Linked DNA regions of Mus musculus: region 2 is linked to region 1. Evidence: chromatin contacts called from public Micro-C data. All regions are on one chromosome and are shown on one strand. The core of a region is the stretch at or near the end of the contact, and the rest is flanking DNA. Distances in the headings are between cores, read along the strand shown. Region 1 overlaps 4930555G07Rik (RIKEN cDNA 4930555G07 gene). Region 2 holds the start of Ascl1 (achaete-scute family bHLH transcription factor 1).

Region 1 (7,196 bases), core at 1,399-3,898:
GCCAAAGCAAGCCAAAAACGAAAATTCTCACAAAAATAAAGCCTCCAAATCATGGAGTCCAGTTTGTCTTGGCTGCTACGACTTGCTGGGGTGCGTGCCCAGGGTGTGGTTGATATACCCAGTGATGCTCCTTTGGGGAAAAAACTGACTGTTCCTTTTCCAGCTGGCATCTGTTGTAAGTAGCTCCTTGATTGGGACCTTGTGTTTTCTTCCTCCTTTGCATTGCTTGGATGTCTATGGCTTGAACCTGTGCAGGTCTTATGTGTGCTTCCAAAGTCTCTATGAGTTCATGTGTGCATCAGTCCTGTTGTGTCTAGATAACACAATTTCCTTGAATTCCTCCATCACCTCTGGCTCTTTCAATCTTTCTGCTTCTTTTTTTTGCATAGATCCCTAGATCTGTAGGGGGCGAGGGGGGAGTTTAGGGACTACATCCCATTTAGACAGAGTGCTCCAAGGTCTATTACTCTCTGCACTTGTCCAGTTGTGGATCTCTGTGTTAATTCCCATCTACAGCAAGACAAAGCTTCTTGGGTGAGAGTTGAGAAGCACACTGAATGCTGACATAGCAATGCATCTCATTTTATTGGTATATTCCTTTAGCAGATTAATAGGAAGAGGTTTCCCCTGGCATTATGACCTATCTAGTCTCAGATTCTCAGTTCCTTTAGTGGTATTAAGTATGGGTTACATCTCATGTTATCCAACAAAAAAATAGTTGGCTATTCCCATAACATTTGTGCCAGTATTTAACTAGCATATCTTTCAGGCAGGTCCCAGTTGTAGGTAACAGGGTTTCTATATGGGAAACACTGTTGATTACTTATCTCCTGTAGTAGCATGCAGAGTACTTTCTGGTGCCCTGGGTGTTGTCATTAGGGGTTAGGCACCAGCTCTACTTCTCTATGTTTGATGACATGAGTATATGCCATCTTCATCAACAGAGCCTTACTACCTTGTTGTGGAAAATAACCAGTAGCCTTATCAATAGCCTGTGGTGTTTGGGTAGGGACTATGGGACCTCTAATGGTCAGCACTAAATAAGCTTTAACCTATTCTTGGCAATGGAGGTTTTACTTGGTGGTATATGATGCTGAGCTGAGGCTTTGTTGTTATTGATGTTGTTTTCCTGATGCTCCTTTTGCCTTTCTCTCTAGCCTATCTCCATTCCTCTGTGACTCCTGATGAATTGAGGGATCATTCTCTACCAGGGACCCACAGTGGCCACACCAGGCTGAGACTCAGGCAGCCCACCATCCTGTCCGTCATTCCGGTCTCTCCAGACTTAAGTCTTATTGTGGCTTAGTAAGTATTTACTGAGTGAAGGGACATGGGTGTTATGATATTTGGTATGCAAACTGTAGGTGACTCATAGAATAATTTACTGGGTCTTTTCTAGGTTTTATGGATTACAGGAATATAAACAAGGAATCATGCCTGCCTTCAGAACTTTTTTTTATGAGAAAGCATACATGAATTCTGGTGGTGAGAATTTATAAATACATAGGAATTTTAGTAACTGACCTTAAGTTATAATTATCTTATAAATATAATGTAAATGTAAATATCTCATAGACAATCTGTGAACCCAGCTGAGTGAGCACAAAAAGGGAGCAAAGGAAAATCTAAAGACTTGTATAAATACACCTAAGAATGTATTTATACGTAGGAGGGAAGTACTACATGTATCAGAACTACAAAATATCAAGATAAGGAAATAAGAAGAAATCCTATTCTATTTTCAGGATAACTATTCTTAATTTTGTTAAGGTGATAGATAGTCCAGGGATCCATTAAGAAGGACACAACCAGAATGTGATATTCCTACTAAGATGAAAAATATGCCTTTAAAATATGACCTAAGATAGCAAACCACAGATTTCTGATTATTAGGCATGGCTTAGGAACAAGTTAAGCAAAAGCAGATAAGGCTCATGGATGCTCTGTTTAATTCCAGCTTCATACATTGCCAAAGCTCCAAAGATCTCTCATTCAATGAGGCTCACATGCTGTTCAGCAAATTAATCTTTTGAATATTTTAATCTGGCTTCTTTTGGTTTATTCTTCTTGTTGTCGATTTTTAATTTGCAAGGTCACTTTGTACTTTTTGCCAGTGCTCAGCATATCCTAATTTTCCCAAGGAACACTTGAGTACAAAACCATTACTTAAGATCCAGTCTTAATGCCCTTGACTTAGGAGGCTCCCTGGCAAGCCAAGGCCGCAGAACTAAGAGACAAAGCTGCTGTATCTGGTTGCCTGGGCTAGCCGACTTGCCTTGCATATGTGAAGATATTAAGTTCCTGGCCAGTTAATTAAAAAGAGCTTCTTCGTGTGTCAACAATGTGAAGCCAAGTCCATACCCAGGGCTCTGCTACTCCTGTTTCAGGAAACAGCGCTCTCCAGGTTTCACACACACTTTTCAAATCAGTTCCTTTTCTGAAAGTGACTACTTGTCACCTGTACACTTCTGGCTAATAAAATCATTTTTACCCAAAACATAATGTTGATTTCATCCAAAAGGCTATTTTCAAAGACACATGCCTGGTTGCTATTCATAAATGCACTTTGTTGTCTTTACTCTGGTGTGAAGGCTGGCAAGGTGTCAGTTCAGGGCAAGAGAAACATTTCCTAGGGACCTAGTAAGAGCAGTAAGTAACAGGGCCAGTTTAAGTCTCTGATACACATAGATCCACTTTAGCATCTCATCTCCATAGGCTCAAAATCTCACCATTAAACCAGGATGGAAGTTGCAACTGCCTAGTTAATTGTGTTTAGATTTTGCTACTACAAATTATATGGTCCAGAATCGAAGGACACTCTCCATCAGCCATTATTCTTAATCATTATTTATTATTATTAATTTATTCTGTTTTGAAGAGGAGGGCTATCTGTGAATGTCTGTGGTGCTTTTGTTTCCGTTGTTGTATTCTGCTCTTAATAGAAAACAGACATCTCTCACAATGAGCTGTTGCCAAAAAGAACTCTACAATTGACATTTCCTACCTGCTTTGACATTTCCCACTCTGTCATGATATATAGCCAAAGAATAGCCTGTATACATATTGAACACCCCAATTTTATGTTATTTTTTGTGTATGAAGGCAAAGCCACAGGCTGACCCTTTGAGAGTAGCTCTTATTATAATTCAATCTCAGCTCAAAATCTGGGAACAAGGAAACCTGAGTGCCCCCCATCCCCAGTACTGATTTCAGCCTCTAAAACAAAATTCTGGGATATAATTTTAACTTAGAGTTCAGATGTTCAGGTGTGTTTCCTTGTTTCCTGATTCTGTGCACTCATTGGCTGATCTATTTACCTGCTCTTGTTCCAGGGTCACAATGTTAATTAGTACACATTTCTAACGGGTCTTGTATGGTGAGGATGTTGCTTAGCTCAAAATAAAATTTCCTGATCTGTTGATCTCTTATGTAAATTTCGGGATCAGCTTATTGGTGGGGTGTGAATTGAAGTTATATAGAACTTGCAGGTTAGTTGAGGAGAACTAAGTTGGAGTTTAGCCTAGGCTTCATGTGGAGATCCTGTTTCAGACTAAAAAGATGGAGTTGCTTGTGCCAGCCCTTCCAAAAATAACTCTAAGCCAGGAGATTATGGAGAAAGGGTTCTTAAGCATGCTAACCTGACACCAACTGAACATGGTCTAACCCTGAATCCCACTTGTTTTGTGTTTGTGGTGTTTGTTTCAGACACAGGCACGTTGCCACAAAGCTGGGTGCTAAAGAAAAGTTTAAGTTACCGGAGAAGGTAGCTGGCATGCTGGGCACGAATGGGAGTATTCAAGGGACGCTTGTTCCTATTTCTTTGGCTATCAGATTGGAAATCTTTGGTTGAAAGAAGCTAAGACTAAAACCTTCGGGGGCAACCAGAGGAGGGCAGTATAGCCAGAGGAGGAATCTACAGCCAGAGGAGAAATCTATAGCTAGAGAAGGTAGCTACAAGCAGATAGAGTCCTTGTCTCCTGGAAAAATATTTACAAGTTGTCAGGCAACCTTGCAAAAGAGACTCAGATCTTAGCTCTCTAGTTAAACCTTACTCTCATATGAGGACCCAAAGGACAGACTTTGGGGGTTTCCCTTCTTCTGTGTCCATCTTTCTAATATGGACACATTAAATAAATGATCCTTTCCTGCTTTTCACTCTTTAAAGAAATATCTTGGTTCTTTGATCTATTTTTTAACTTTCACTGTTTGTGGGAATCTCATGAAGACACGCAATGTTTTGATCAAGGCCACCCCTATTCCCTTCCCCCTGACTCTTCTCCTATCACTCACCTCCAACTTTAATCTCTATCAATTTCATGTGTCCTTTAAAAATGATCACTGAGTCTACATAGTGCTGTCAGTATATGCTTGTGTGTTAGGACACCCACTGGAGGGTGTAGCCTCCCAAGGAATGCACCCCTTGTGACAACAGACTCTCCTTATCCAAACAGTCCTCAGTTACCAACAGCAACTCATCCTGTGGGGAATACATCACGTCCACATTCACGTCCCATGCTGGCACTTTGTGTGGCTTGATATTGTGTATGTCTTGTGTCCTTTTAGAACCGCTGGAAATTCATATGTGTAACTGCCTTCCTGTGACCAGAAAATACAGATTTTCTGTAGTCTTCCATTCCTTCTACTCTTCTGAGATGACCCCAGAACCCTGGGAGCAGATGTAGTAGAAATAGCTCAATATAGAGATGTCCTTTATTCTCTATACTGCCAATGTTTTACACGGGCAGCTTATATTTATTCTACACATCTAGTACATCTTGATGCTGTTTTTTGGATTTTTAATTTTTTTCTCTCATACAGATTACTCTTTCCCTTCCCTCCCTGAGTGACCCCCCCGCCGACACACACACACCTAGGCATTCTCCCAGATCTACTACACCTCTGTTTACTTTCAGAAAAGAGCAGACCTCCCAAGGATATTTTGATGCCATTTTAAAAGATATTTTGGGCATCTAAAAGGAATCATACATATGGTTTACATGGAAATTAAAACTATAAAACTATATTCCCTCAAAACCTCCAGTAGCACCATGCTATTCCAGAATAAAACTGAACAGTATCACTTAGATACTTAGAAGAAAGTCTGAGCTAAGGATTTTACCTACACTAAAACTGACTTTATGGATTATAAGAACACCTAAAATATTATCAGCATTAAGGACCCATGCAATACTGTTGTAGTGAGACCCTCCTGCAGGGAATACATTTTGGAAAAGCAAAGTGAGTAAAGGAGTAAGGCTAATTCAGAGGGAGGATGGGTAGAGGGGGGCAAGTGTATGTAACAGATGAAGGTTCTGATCACACTGACACAGCAAGCTGAATGGGAAGAGGTATGGCATGTATAAAAAATCTGAAGCAAGCTATGCATGTGTGAATGCATGACTATTCTGTATAAAATCATAGTTAAGTCAAAGGGTCTTCATCATCAAGTCAACATTGTACCAGTGCTCCCAGCCAGCACAATTATGTATAGAATACACACACACACACACACACACACACACACTATATATATATATATATACACACATACACACACACACACACACACACTATATATATATATATACACATACACACACACACACACACACACATATATATATATATGTATATATATATATACATATATATATATACATATATAACTAAGATATATATATATATCTTAGTCGGGGTTTCTATTCCTGCACAAATATCATTACCAAGAAGCAGATGGGGAGGAAAGGGTTTATTCAGCTTATACTTTCCACATTGCTGTTGATCACCAAAGGATGCAGGACTGGAACTCAAGCATGTTAGGAAGCAGGAGCTGATGCAGAGGCCATGGAGGGATGTGACTTACTGGTTTGCTTCCCCTGGCTTGCTCAGCCTGCTCTCTTATAGAACCAAGACTACCAGCCCAAAGATGGCACCACCCACAAGGGGACGTTCCCCCCATTATCACTAATTGAGAAAATGCCTTACAGCTGGATCTCGTGGAGGCATTTCTCCAACTGAAGCTCCTTTTTCTGTAATAACTCCAGGCTGTGTCAAGTTGACACAAATCTAGCCGGTACTATGTGTATGTGTGTATATATATATACACACATACTATATACATATATATGATATACACACATATATACTATATACATATATACACACACACATACATACACACACATGCATATATGTATACATATATATGTGTGTATATGTATATATATGAACATGCTTACACACATTATATATGTACACATATATTTATTTATATTATATATACATATAATACACACATATACACATATGCATACACATATACACACATGTGTGTGTATATATACATATGCATATATGCACATATATATGATGGTCTAAAATACAAAAGACCTAGAAATGCTGCAAGCTATTTAAATGAACTAAGTTTGCAAAAGGCTATAGGTAGTATAAAGTAAGTGGCCAGACACAACCTGTTTCCAACAATAAAAAGTGCTCTTTTTAACTCTACGTATTTTTTTTTCAAATGTGTGTAAGATTTTCTTTCGCTCATGGGTTTCAGTGCATAGTTAGCTGGAAGGTGAAGTGCTTGCCAGAGAAGTCTGCTTTCTTCCAGGTGGACAGGAAACAAAACTAGAGAAATAGGCCAAGAACAGGCACAGCCTTAGTGAGAAACTTCTGCTACCTGGCCTCCACCTTTGAGTGTCTTACATTTTCCAATAATATCATCAAACAGTGAGTCCATCAATTAACCCAGTGACCAGTTTTGAGCTCTCATAATTCAATCACGTCTACTAGCCCTGCCCTTTCCCCAGCATCACATCTGGAGTGAAGTCCCCGACACACGAGACCTTAGGGTCATTCCATATCTCAACCACAACAGAGTCTTTAAACACAGAACTAGAAGAAGAAAATTGAGAAAATGTGAAATCAGAGCAAACAGAGCAACGGCATTCTAAAGAGACAACTTTCTGCTAAGGGAAGGAAGTTTCAGTCAGTTGCTGTCTCTCGTCTAATCGCCCTTGGCAGCCAGCGTGACTCCTTCCATTCTCTCCCTTTTGGAGAAGTCTTGAATAATAATCTATGGGCAAGAATCCTGAGCACTGTTCACTTGCCCTTCCCTTCTGTGGGCTGATGACACATTACACATCTCTGTCCAAGACGCTTGGCAGGGAGGCAGACAGGTAGACAGAGCTCAA
Region 2 (7,196 bases), core at 1,381-3,880, 230 kb after region 1:
AAACTTTTGTTCTTCTTGAACAGTTTTTTTTAATAACATCATTAATACATTAACCACGTTTCTGTGAAGTAAGACACATTGGTGCTGAAGTCATTCTGGTGGCATTTAGATCTCACCTATGAGGAGAGTTCTTTCCAAAACCACACTGGGGATGGGGGTGGGGATGGCAGTTGTAAGATGAACTACATATCTAAAGTACGCAGAGGTAATCTCATTACATGTTAAAGTATCAAGATATACACATTTTTAAACCATTTGTACAAAACTTCTATAAATTTTTTCTCTCTCTTTTTCTTATGTACAAAAATATCTTAATATATCCCCAAACTGGTTAGGATAGATACAAATAGATTTTTTTCTTATAATAAAAAAATTCACAAAGATTGGAAGCATTCTATGAAGAAAACAGAAGCAAAGACCGTGGGAGGGCGATGTGGGGTTTGGGGAGGAGGCCACCAGGAGAGGGAAAGGCTGTCCGAGAACTGACGTTGCTTCAATGGAGGCAAATGTCCATAGATCGCTGGAATGGGGGTGACTGAGGAAAGACATCAACCCAGTTTCAGGGGGCTAAGACAGCTCTGACAGAGAGTGGGAGGTGAAGGCACTTGCACATGCGCGCTTCCAGCCCTGCCTGTTAGTGGTTGGGAGTTAATATAGTGTCTGTCTGTGTGTGTGTGTGTGTGTGTGACGCTCTTGCTCCAGGAAAGGAACCCATCTGTGATTCGGGCTTAGGTTCAGACACCAGTCACTCTTCTCGTGTCTGGAAATGATGTTGGAATGCAGAGACACTGTTGGAGCCCACCCCTGTTTGCTGAGAACATTGCATCTTAGTGAAGGTGCCCCTGTAGGTTGGCTGTCTGGTTTGTTTGTTTCATTTCTTCTTCTTTTTTCCCCTTGTTTTTCTGCCTCCCCATTTGACGTCGTTGGCGAGAAACACTAAAGATGCAGGATCTGCTGCCATCCTGTAACAGAAACAAGAGAGGTTAGTGTGAACTTGAAGGGGTGTGGTAGAAGCTATTCAGGCTTGGAGAATCTGTCAGGTAAAACATCTCTTTGGACAAAGTCCCAGGACTCAATACGCAGGGTCTCTATGCCTCACCTCGACCTTCTGCTCTTGGAAACTTGGGCAAAGCCACTCTCAGGGGCCAAGACTGAAGTTAACACACTAGCACTTGAGATGGACAAACTAACAACATAGTAACCTCCTCTCACCCCTGGGTTCCTGGAGACAGCCCCTACCTTCCGTGAACTCCCCCCTCCACACCGAAAAAGAAAAAGGGACCTAGTCAAGAAAGGCTCTGCCCATCCCCACATGAAGCGTACCTGCTTCCAAAGTCCATTCCCAGGAGAGCCTGGCAGGTCCTCAGAACCAGTTGGTAAAGTCCAGCAGCTCTTGTTCCTCTGGGCTAAGAGGGTCGTAGGATCCCTCGTCGGAGGAGTAGGACGAGACCGGAGAACCCGCCATAGAGTTCAAGTCGTTGGAGTAGTTGGGGGAGATGGTGGGCGACAGGACGCCCGCCTGAAAGGCAGCGCTCACCGCGTCGTGCTCGTCCAGCAGCTGCTGCAGCGCGCGGATGTACTCGACCGCCGAGCGCAGCGTCTCCACCTTGCTCATCTTCTTGTTGGCCGCGCCGTTGGGGACATGCTCCCGGAGGGTGGCAAAACCCAGGTTGACCAACTTGACCCGGTTGCGCTCGCGCTCGTTGCGGCGCGCCACGGCGGCCGGCTGCTGCTGTGGCAGGCTGTAGCCGAAGCCGCTGAAGTTGAGCCGGCGTTTGCAGCGCATCAGTTCCGGAGAGGACGAGCGCTGGCGCTTGACCTGCTTGGCCGCTGACTTGTGACCGCCCCCTGAGGGCTGGCTGTCGGCCACCGGGCTCAGCTGCGGCGCCTGCTGCGGCGGCGCCTGCGGCTGTTGCTGCTGCGCGCTCTGAGCTGCCGCGGCCGCCGCCGCTGCCGCCGCCGCCGCGGTCGCAAAGAAGCAGGCTGCGGGAGGCAGGAAGGGCTGCGGGGGCTGCGGCTGCTGGCCGGCTCCACTCTCCATCTTGCCAGAGCTCTCCATGCCGGGCCAAACTGTCGCGGGGGAGAACGAGTTGGGGACGCAGGGTGCGCAGAGCCCTTGAAGGAAGCGGGGCTGCGAAGCACGATCAAAGGGGGACGAAGAAAAAGGAGAGGGGAGAAACGAGCCCCGGAGGAAAGTTAAAGGGGAAGAAACGCGCAGAAGGAGGCAGAGTTGTCAGGCTGCAGCGGAGGAAGGTGCCTGGGCGATCGTCTTCCCTCTGCGCCGCCTCCTCCCTCCCCTCCTCCCGCCGCGGTTGGCTTCGGGAGCCTCGCGTGGCGCTCGCGTGTGCGGCCGCCGCCGGCGCCTTCTCGGTTTTAAAAGAGGAAAGGGAAAAGGAAAGCAGCCGCAAAAGTCAGTGCCGAGCGCACTCTGCCAGGTGGAGCTGCTCCGGGGCTGCGCTTTCTTGCGCCCGCTCTCCCTTGCTCCAGCCTGGGCTTGAGCCTGCTTCTGGGATTATTTGGTTGAACCCCCTTTCTTTCTAATTGCTCTCTCGTTCCCCCCAATTCGCCCTCCCTAACCGGCTCCCAGCCGGTACGCCTTCCACGTTCCCTGGCCAGAAGTGAGAGACTGCTGGGCGGCTGCGGTGCGGCCGCCTTTTCAATGGGACACCCAGCCCCACGCGCAGCCCTGGCCCCGCCTCGCCCCCCACTCCCCGCTGCTGCAGCGAGCGGCTGCAGCCCCCACTACCCCTCCTCTTCCCCCACCTCCTCAGCTCCCTCCCTCTCGCCCCCCCCCCCTCCAGTTGCCCGCGCCCGCTCCTTGCAAACTCTCCATTCAGCCTGGTTTGTTGTTGCAGTGCGTGCGCCCGGCGCGTGCCGGACTCCCGGCTGAATAAACAGGCCGCGCGCTCGGGGCGGTGGCTCCGGGAGCCAGGGGGTGGCTCTAGAAATGGGGGCCTTTTTAAAAAAGGGGGGGGGCAAATAACTCCTGGACTTGGGGTGCCTAGGTGGAAAGTCTGGAGGGAAAAGTGTCTTTGGAGTCTCCTGAGAACTTGGAAGAAAATTCAGGGAAGGGTTTAGGCAGAAAAAGTGGCAAAGGGAACTCTTGGAAGTGGAGGGCTGGGCTTCTGCTTCCCCCCTTTCTTCTCTCCGCAGTAACTCCGGAGGATTCTTTGTGACCCTAAAAAATAAAATGTTTGCCATTAGGTTTAGGAAGGTAGGAGGGGAGAGCGTTTGCACACTAGTGGTCTCTCTGTATGAGAACTTGAGTCCTCTCACTAGCTTTGTGGTCTCAGTAAGTTCTACCCTGTCTGAGCAGCCTTTCCCTCTGCAGCCATATGGGGTTGCCACTGCTGTTCCATTCAGCTTCAAGGATTGGATGTGCTGGGCACAACTCGCTAAGGGTGGGAAGGATAGGGAGTCATGAACAGGATAGGTTGACAGTTCCCTAAGAAGCTGAGGCAGGAGAATAAGTTGGAGGCTAGCTTTTGTGAGACACAGTGGTGTGGGGAAGTGTATGCAGGAAGGCACTCAGGGTTATCTGTTTCTGGCCCTCTATAACAGCCGCCACTCCTCTGAAAGATGCTTGCTAGACGCTATGGGAAAGGAGGGCATTCTGGGATATTTCAGATCTTCTGGAGAAAGAAGCTGTGGGCTGTGTGGAATAAAGAGTGACTGGATTTGAGCTAACTGAAAGTCTTCCCTCCTTGTCCCTCCCTGTCTCAGGCGCCTTGGAGGCCTTGGCGCAGCCTCTATCCCGCCCCAGGCGTGTGCCTGGCGGACCGGTGGCAGGCGACTGGGAGCGGAGCCCGCTGAGGCCGTGTGCTGGCACCGCGAGAGAAGGGGAGGTGCCTGCAGCGGTCACCGGGCTGCTGGGACAGTGCCTGCCCAGGCGCATTCCCGGGCCCTCAGGCTGGCACTCTGTCCGAACCCAGTCCAGCTTAGAAAAGCAAAGCACTGCAGGCAAAGGTCTCAGACTGCTCTGGTGCACCCTGGGGTAGTCTCTGGTCGGGTCTACACAGGCAGAACTAGGCGGAGGGCACTCTTCTGGTAGTTTTGTCCAGAAGTCACCAGGTCTGATCAAGGACTGGAGTTCAGTAATGATTATGGTGAAGTACTAGGATAATGGCTTCTAGTTATTTTATCGTCGTTATTATTATTTTAATCATGATCGGAGCCATTTTTAAGTGTCTCATTGCATAGCCTAAGCTGGCCTCTTGACAATCTTCCAACCTTAGCCTCCCCAGTACGGAAAATATGAGCATTGGTCACCACTTCTGGCTGGGAGAATTGCTCTAGCTGAGTTTCTTTTTGTGGAGATGGGTCATTCTAAAGGGTCCACAAGGATGACCCAGAGAGATGACCTAGACATGAGAGTATTTAAGAGTATTCTTAGAGTAATAGTGGTACTTCCTAAGTGGCTCAGACACACGTTGCCTTGGCTTTCTCTTGGTAGGAGAATAGGTTTGGGGAGCACTGGATGTAGCCAGGCCAATTCTGTGATTTCCCCCTAGCCCCTCCCCCCCCCCCCCCCGCACAGCTGGTAGGCTCTAGCATAGCTAGCTTACTGACCTCCGGAAGTCTGTTTCCTTACCTGCCCCACAGCTCCCCACACTCCCCACAGAAGCAGAGACTGTGGAATGAGGCTGGATCCATGACGTCATCCTCAAACATCCATGTAGGACCCAAGTTGTGAGAGAGTGTAGTGTGTATGCCATCTTTGTATCAAAACTATTAAATGTCTGAGGTGCTTTGTGAAGAGAAAAGATTCATCTAAGCTCACTGTTAGACATTTTAATTCGAGATCAATTGGCCCCTTTGTTGTGAACCTGTGTGAAATGGCATACCATGGATGAAATACATAGACTAGCAACACTACTTGCTTTGTGGCCAGGGGAAAAAGGGAGAGCAAGAGAAGAGTTTTGGATGTTTTTCTTGTCCATTTGACATACCTAGACGAATCTGGGGAAGTATAATCTTAATTGAGAAAAATGCCTCTATCAGATTGTCAATTTATACATCTATGAGGGATGTTTGTTTGTTTATTTGTATTAATGATAGATGTGGAAAAGCCCAGCTCACTGTGGGCAATGTTACCCCTGGGCAAGTGGCCTTGGGTCAGAGGCTGAGCAAGCCATGAGGAAGGAACAAGCCAGTAAGCAGTATTTCTCCTTGGCTTCTGCTTTGGTTCCTGCCTGGAGGTCCTGTCCTGGATTTTCCTTCCTGGTGAGCCCTAGTGGTTATTTTATTGCTGTAAAATAAATTTAACCCTTTCCTTACCAAGCTGCTTTTGGTCATGGTCTTTATCATAGCAATAAGTCCCAGGTACAATGTCGTGATGGCCTGACCATGTTGGTTTTTTTTGTGGGGGGGGGAGCAGGGAGGGCTCTAAAACTTTGAGTTGGAAAAGCCATTGGGTGTTCAGAGCCCAGTGCACTGTGGTGGGAACTTGAAGGATGGCTGAAAGAGATGCAGATGATGGAAGCCTGGTGTCTTAGAGTTTCTATTCCTGCACAAACATCATGACCAAAAAGCAAGTTGGGGAGGAAAGGGTTTATTCAGCTTATACTTCCATACTGCTGTTCATCACCAAGGAAGTCAGGACTGGAACTCAAGCAGGTCAGAAAGCAGGACCTGATGCAGAGGCCATGGGGGGATGTTCTTTACTAGCTTTCTTCCCCTGGCTTGCTCAGCCTGCTCTCTTATAGAACCCAAGACTACCAGCCCAGAGATGGTCTCACCCACAAGGGGCCATTCCCCCTTGATCACTAATTGAGAAAATGCCTTACAGCTGGATCTCTCATAGAGGCATTTCCCCAACTGAAGCTCCTTTCTCTGTGATAACTCCAGCCTGTGTCAAGTTGACACAAAACCAGCCGGTACACCTGGGTTGTAAAGTTTTACAGGGAAGCAAAGACCATGTGAGTGCTGTTTTTAAATTAAGAATCATGTTTCTGGTCTTCCAAGGCTGAAATATCAGCTGTGATTAACAAGAGGCCAGAAACACTAAAGTGAAAATTTTGCTTTGCTAAGACAATTCATGGGTAAGACTCACCTAGGTTCTACTAGTTTTGAAGGCATGAAATCATCTTGAAGAGCAACTGAGGCTTGGCACTGTGTGGCAGGACTGAAGTCCTTGAAGAGATGCCTTTGGTGAAGGTTCAGCCTCACTTATAGTAGAGAAGCTGGCTCATGAGAGATGCCAGTAGCATGAGATGACTGTCTGGGACAGCCGCAGCTGTGGAGTGGACCCTCCTGAGTCTATGGCGTAGGCTTTGTGTGTTTTGTATGGCAGGGCTGGAGAAGTGGGGCTTGGGAGGACAGAAGAGTATGAGTTCTTCCCACAGGCTGGGCACTAAGCTATTTATACTACTGGGGTTTGGCTTTGCACTGACTTGATTGTGACTGTACCCTGATTCTTCTCTCTTGGAGTAAGAAAGCATTTAACTTACTTTTTTAATTATTATTTTATAGGCACCTAGAATAGAGAGACTTGAACTTTTAAAGAGATGTTTAGGGAAAAGTACATGGGTTTTCCAGTGCCACAGGGTCAGTCTTGAAAGCATACATAAAAGTAACAGCACGGACAGGCTAGATTTAAGAATACATATGCATAGATATATGTTTTCATGCAGTAACAATGAAAAAGGCTATAAATTTTAATGAGAGTAGAGAAGGGTGTGTGGAAGGGCTTCATACATAAAGGAGCAAAGGGAAGGGATATATATTGTCGTTAAATTATAATCTCAAAATTAAGAAATAAAGAGATAGATAATGGATATTTGAAGAAAGCCTGGGCTTTTAAAATATTAAACATTTTAAGACTGAGACTTTTAAAGTTATGGTATGTTTATATTTTGATATTGATTGGAAGTCTTGGGGATGAACAAGAAAGGAAAGGTTATGGTTTAATAAATGATGTGTTTGTGTGTGCAGTTGTTCCATTGTCAATTGCACTGGTTGGCTTTGCCAACTTGACACAAACTTTGACATATTTGGGAAGGGGTCTCTTAACTGAGAAAATGTCTCCATCAGATTGCCTGCAGACAAGCCTGTGGGCACTTTTTTTGGTTGATGATTGATGTGGGGATGCCTAGTCCATTGTGAGTGGTGCAACACTGGGCAGGTGGTCCTGGATGGTATAAGAAAACATACTAACCAAGCCATCAGGAGCAAGCAAGTAAGCAGCATTCATCTAT

The links. Hi-C and Micro-C count contacts between places; a contact is called where the count stands out from the background.
Region 2: a Micro-C map of the AtT-20 cell line shows a contact between it and region 1, with 6 times the contacts expected there. The contact joins the promoter of Ascl1 here to the enhancer-like site in region 1. A contact is called at or near these places in 1 of 39 promoter capture datasets (embryonic stem cells), 14 of 484 Hi-C or Micro-C datasets (the AtT-20 cell line, cerebral cortex, cortical neurons and 5 more), 10 of 115 datasets of contacts at active chromatin or transcription factors (astrocytes, embryonic forebrain, embryonic hindbrain and 6 more) and 2 of 9 other capture datasets (embryonic stem cells and pancreatic islet).

What each region holds. Positions count from the first base shown.
Region 1 is chr10:87,263,958-87,271,153 of GRCm38.p6, forward strand. It overlaps 4930555G07Rik (RIKEN cDNA 4930555G07 gene), which reads left to right. Exons shown (of 3, transcript NR_165498.1): 2 at 1,158-1,305. Among named protein-coding and RNA genes, the nearest start is that of 4930555G07Rik, 37 kb to the left of the region's middle. Within about 2 kb of position 2,649, at least 2 of the 459 cell types and tissues checked have an H3K27ac peak or open chromatin away from gene starts, as enhancers often do. A contact at or near this core is called in the AtT-20 cell line, where this site is marked.
Region 2 is chr10:87,491,030-87,498,225 of GRCm38.p6, forward strand. Ascl1 (achaete-scute family bHLH transcription factor 1) reads right to left here and starts at 2,631. Exons shown (of 2, transcript NM_008553.5): 1 at 1,324-2,631; 2 at 1-962. The coding sequence starts at 2,059. The coding sequence ends at 1,364.